Linked DNA regions of Rattus norvegicus: region 1 is linked to region 2. The links are chromatin contacts, called in public Hi-C maps. All regions are on one chromosome and are shown on one strand. Each heading gives the region's core, a stretch centred on a gene start, on an enhancer-like site or on the middle of the called end of the contact. The rest is flanking DNA. Distances are from core to core; before and after follow the strand shown. Region 1 has its middle 180 kb from the start of Etv1. Region 2 holds the start of Etv1 (ETS variant transcription factor 1).

Region 1 (2,921 bases), core at 178-2,677, 180 kb after region 2:
ATGCATCAGCAAGAACTTTATTGTTTTTAGAGTGAGGATTAAATAAGTCAGATTTTGTGAGGTCACTCTTAGCTAATATATACTCATAATTATTGAATTATTCTCTACCCCTTCATTTCAAATCACTTATTTCTTAAACTATAAAGAACTACTGTTCTCTGGACTGTTTTTCTTATATGAAGAAGAGTTGAAAAATAGTTGCAAGATTTCTTAAAACATTTTACCTTGATAAGAGGTAGAATTAAAATAAAACATTCATATAAACTAAGTTTAAGGCACAGCCCTCTCCTGCTTTCATTTTTGCTGTTGATGTTTTTTTGGGAGGGGATATTTTAGTGGTATTTGAGACCTAGGATCTCATACTCAGCAAGTTCTCTATTACCGAACTGTCGTCTAGCCCTTCTCTTGATATCTAAAGTATTGGCATCATTGCTAGTATCTGTAATTGGCAGGGAACCTTGTGTATAAAATGTCATTGGTGAATCCTCTCCTCTACTTTTGTTATATGTTTCTGGAGCAACAATGTTTAACTTTATAATAAGTGAATCTTACAACAGTAAAGCTAGTAAGTTTTCAGATTAATAGCTGTCTTCAGAAAGTAAGAAGATCTCCTGTAGTTACATGGAGACATTCAGTAATGACATTGTCTCTATTCCAGAGGGACTGACTCAATGACTCCAATGGATATCAAAATCCACTAATTCCGAAGTCCCTTGTATGTAATAATATAACATTGCGTACAACCGATGTGTTCCCTCAATTTCCTTCAAGTCATCCCTAGACTATTTAGAATAACTAACACAGTGATGGTGCTATAGGTGCTATAAATATAGTTTCAGTACTGTATTCTTTAGGCAATAATTTCCAGAGAAAATACTGCACATGTTCCATGGGGATACATTTTGTTTTTGAGTTGGCAGTTGGCCAGCAAGGAACACTTGTAGGAATACTACTTGCAGATATGAAGTCCTCACCGTTCTTGTCATTTGAAATTCCCTGTTGTCTCTTCAAGCTTTATTGCCACCAAGTCTCTGTTCCCATAGCAGGCACACATGGTGTGATGGCTCTGCCCTAACAAGGATCCAATGTGATGGGTTTGACAGGCTCTGAAGTAAGAGCTGAGCTCCTTGGCTTTGGAAGGGCCGAACCCGTTTTGGTTTCAATTTTCTAATTTGTGGTAAGGAATACCTCAAGGTTTAGTCAAGGATTAAGCCTGCGGTTTAACTTCCTTCTTCCTAAGAGTATGAAGTTGTTTGAGTCAAGCCACCAACCCATATCCCTGCAGATGAAACCTATTTGCATTTCTCATGCGTGTAAGCCCAGTAAATGTGATTGCTTCCAGCTCACTGCCACAGAACCATTCTGCTGCCATTCTGTTACCAAATAACGAAGCCTCAAACAGAGGCTCTGTCTGTGTGCTGAACAGGAAGCATGACTCACGCCTGGAACCCAGAGAGCCTGCAAACTGCAGCAGTGCTCTTAACTGGCTAAAATATCTGTTACCATAGATTTGTAACATATATTCTAAGCGATGGCCTTTCCCGCAGGCTTTCCTAGGAGCGTGATTCAGGGCTAGGCAGATTGTTTTCGTTCCTAACCACAGCACCCTCCTGGCCCCAGTGGAAGACTCCTCACAGAATTTTATATTTATATTTTTGGCATCTGTACTAATGTATTAGAATTTTTTCTGCTGCTGTTAAAATGTCAACAACCAACCAGCAAAAATCCCACTACAAATTATAACTCACATTGGTTTAAAAACTCTACTCGTATATAAGTTAACACTCCAATCATATATGAGTTAGTGGATTTAAGGCAATGTTGGATGACCAGATTTGGGATTTTGTGTTTCTTTAACAAATTCTCCCCCCTCCTATTTCCTGTTAGTTTATTTGTTTTGATATAGGGAAATAGTTTCAGCTATGCCAAAATGCCAAGCTCTAATAGAGCTTCTACAAGTATGCAGCTATAGAAGAAAAAAAAGATACCACACTTTATAGATTAGACAACATTCTATAGTATGTCTGTTTCTTGAATAATCATTAATAACCAGATTCTCCTTGAATCGGTGCAAAGTGCAGGCAGACTGAACTAGGCCACTTAGCCTCTCCCCACTTCTGCCCCCTTATCTCATTCCTCATCACTAATGTAGGCTCTACGGTGCCACTTACCAGTCACAGGGCCCCACCGCATGGCTCTTAACATGGTGCTAACACGGATCGAAACACAAGGCCACTGCCAAATGAAGTGTAAGTCTAAATTAACTCCTGAACTAAGGAGCCTTGTGTTGCTTATTTCAGATTCAGCAAAATTGTCGTGTAATTTTTTTTTTCTTGTTCTTGTGAACTCTGTTCATTTCTGTTTCACAAGAGCTCTTTCTGACGAAACTGCTCCTTGATTTTCTGGTTTGTGTATACCTGACCCCCCTCCCGCCGCCCCTAAGTTCTCATCTAGTCTCTGTAACATAATAATTCAGTTGCTTTAAATGCCATATGGAATAAATAAATGTTTCAAAACTGATCAAATTAAATTCCCTGTAAAAATTCTCAGCATTGGTTGCTTTGATTAAATATGGAAGGCGAACAAAAGCCACAGCCTTGGCAGGCTTATAAAAGAGAAACGAAAGGAATTAGAAAGCAAAAGACTAACGCTGCTTTGTGAGTTAGAAAGTGATGTAGTATTGTTATTTTTATAACTTCCTAGATTAAAATAAAAAACTATGGGCTCGCAGCTGAAAATTATCTGGTGATCACAGCCTGGCAGGGTTCAAGGGTGCATGTGCTATGTGGATGGAGAAAGAGTGGCTATTGAGAGTACAGCCGTACACGTGGAAACAGCTATATTTGGAGGAAAATGCTATCAACCACTTCAATAAAACCCAGGGGACAAATTTTGAGTCAGCCAGCACTGTGTCCCAGGTG
Region 2 (2,794 bases), core at 18-2,517:
AGCGCAGAGTGGCTTTGTCATAAACCACGCTCTTTCTCCGCGAGGCTGGAGTGCCAGGCGCGCACGCTCCCATTTTGATGTTTCCACCATGTTCCATTTAAGGAAAGAAACTTTCAAATAGAAATTGAGAACTGCAGCACAATGTTCAACGGGGCTAAACAGCTGCTGGAAAAGTCCTTTAGTCCCCAGTTCTGGTCACCGCCAGGGTCTAAGTGACTTTCAGAACTGTGAAGCCCCCGCCCCGCCCCTCTCTGGCCTCCAACCCTTGGTAGGACAGCGGCTGCAAAGGGGACGCAACAGAACTAAGCCCTATGGGCAGGCAGCTTCAGGGACATTCTCGTTTCCAAACGTCCCATCATTGTCCTTGTAACCCGAGCCCTCCCTGCTCTCCCCCCAACTTCTGGTTGGAAGAAGTGAAATCCTCAAGTACAGTAAGTGACACCCTCCGCCTCTCTGTATACATAACAAAAGCTCCGGAAACGGCGGGGACAGGGGTGGGGGGGAGAAGGGGGCGGGAGGGGGGCATCTGAATTACCAAGTCCTCCCCCACCCCTCTGTGGCCCACTGGAGGTTTATTTCCTCTCAGCACTCTCCCGGGTGAATCTGATTTTTATACTTTCCTCGCCCACACTGCTACGTACTCCTCCGGATCCTCTCTTCCAGCGCCACCTCTCCCTTGCTTTCATTACAATGTTTTCATGTGGAACTGACGAAAGGAGATCGTTTTTGTTGAAGATGTATTAAAAGAAAAATCTTATAAGCCCTATTATAGTGGTGATTAGTGTTGAAAAAAAATGAAAAAAAAAATAGCTTGGACCGAAAGCTGCTGGGGAGGAAGGCTGGAGCGCGTGGTGGGTGGACTCCTGGTCAGAAGTAGAGAAAGGAGATTGTGGACATTTAATGTGTACCCGAACCTCTACGACAGTGCTTTAAGGACATCGGCCTAATAATAATGGATCAAACAACGATAGGAATGAGAGCTGGTTGACTCAGTACACTAGGTTTCAGAATCCCTCCGGTCTTAACCAAAACAGCGAGTTAGGAAGGAAGTGGGTTTCCTCGGTGGTTTTTCTTGGGTGCGGACCTAAGACTTCTCCCAGAGTGGTCGCATAGGAATAGGGGTGCGGGAGACTCTAGGGAAGGGGCCAAAAGCTGCCTGATTGACAGCCCGAAATCTGATCTTGTGAAAGAGACGTGGAGCCAATGGGAGGCAGCGATCCATCAGTTTGGATTGGAGGCCCCTGGAGGAGAAGTAGAGGAAAAACCACCGAATTCAGCTCTGTCAGAGGCGCTTTCGGCTTCCAAGGGGAAGTGCTGGGCAATAATTAATGTTTTTATTAAATTTGGAGGGAATTTTTTGCAGCCGTTCGCCTAGCGTGGCCTTCAGGTGGGTATTTCCAACAACTTTTTATGTCTCTCCAGATAATTGCATGGCTGTGGGTTGCAAAAACTATTCTTATGAAAGAGGTATCTCCGTCTCTTTAGTCCCGTTAGGTGAAAAGCAAGTCTCGTTGATCGCCATTGCTAGTTTTGCACACGTTTGCGAATCAGAGCTGCCTGGGGCACACTGACCGAGCAGGGAACATCCAGGGTGTAAATAAATACATCGTCTCTTGTTAGGATATTTGATAGGACCGAAAGTATGTAAATTGTGAACTCTCTTGGCTCTCTTTGGATCCAGGTGAAGAAGGCGGCGTAGGGGAGGGTTATTTTTGTGAATGGGGCTGTCGAGGGTAATTAGCTATGCAAATGCAAGAGCTTCATTCATGATTTTTTAAAGCCTAAAAGCCATCTTGTTCCCCTCTAGGTTGATAGAAGTCCAGATCCCGAGGAAATCTGCAGCTAAATGCTCAAAATATAAAACACTGAGCTAGTATTTGAGAAGAGGAGCAGAATGGATGGATTTTATGACCAGCAAGTGCCTTACGTGGTCACCAACGTGAGTGCTCAGTTCGAAAGTTGCTGTTTATAAACTTGACTCGGACGGGGGTGGGGAGAGCGAGAGATGCGAAGGGAGGGGGCAGGGGGTTGGGACTGCAGACACTTTATCTGCTTTGTTGCCACTGTAGGGCGACTCTGCTTCTAGAAGCCCTATCTACAAAATGAGCTTACCTTTGAGTGATTCGGATAAGGCACAGTTTTGTTTTAAGACCCCTTCTTCTGGTTAATGTGTCCACGATGAGTGCAAGAGGAGACGGAGGGCAGCAGCAGCTGCACTCAAAGTTTGTGGCTGGGTTTATCTGCCACATTGAAAAGAACGAAGTTGAGACAAATGCTGACAATTTTTTGTTTACATGGGGTGTCTTGGGCGTTTTCTTCCCCTTTCTCATTTTCTCACTTTCCCCAGTTTTCCTTTGACTTCTTTTACTGCGGGTGGGGGGTGCTGTCTGAGAGAATGGAATTCACTGTTAATCTGGAGTTGATTCAGTTAAAAAAAAATTAAGTGTTTTAGCTTAATGTTTTGATGCTGAGATTACGTGTAACTAGGATGAGGATAAGCAGGAGTGTTATGACATGCTCTGGGAAGCAACTCTCCCTCGCTGTTAAACTCTCAGTTTGAGATTTTACTGTCAAAGTCAGACAATACATATTGGAGTTCTCCTATAAACTTTTTTTTTTCCACTCAGAGAGAGGATCCAGTAGGCTTAAGTTATGTATGCATGATTTGTTTTTTTTTTTTTAATGTGTGACATCTGAGATTTATATTCTTTTAAAGGATTTTATCTTTCCCTTTGTAGAGTCAGCGTGGGAGAAACTGTACCGAGAAACCAACAAATGTCAGGAAAAGAAAATT

The links. Hi-C and Micro-C count contacts between places; a contact is called where the count stands out from the background.
Region 1: a contact with region 2 is called in a Hi-C map of the A7r5 cell line, with 2.2 times the contacts expected there. The contact joins the enhancer-like site here to the promoter of Etv1 in region 2. A contact is called at or near these places in 2 of 12 Hi-C or Micro-C datasets (the A7r5 cell line and the Rat2 cell line) and 1 of 1 datasets of contacts at active chromatin or transcription factors (oligodendrocytes).

What each region holds. Positions count from the first base shown.
Region 1 is chr6:61,492,989-61,495,909 of GRCr8, forward strand. No RefSeq gene overlaps it. Among named protein-coding and RNA genes, the nearest start is that of Etv1, 180 kb to the left of the region's middle. Within about 2 kb of position 1,428, at least 33 of the 93 cell types and tissues checked have an H3K27ac peak or open chromatin away from gene starts, as enhancers often do. A contact at or near this core is called in the A7r5 cell line, where this site is marked.
Region 2 is chr6:61,317,099-61,319,892 of GRCr8, forward strand. Etv1 (ETS variant transcription factor 1) reads left to right here and starts at 1,268. Exons shown (of 13, transcript NM_001163156.3): 1 at 1,268-1,387; 2 at 1,808-1,939; 3 at 2,739-2,794. The coding sequence starts at 1,895.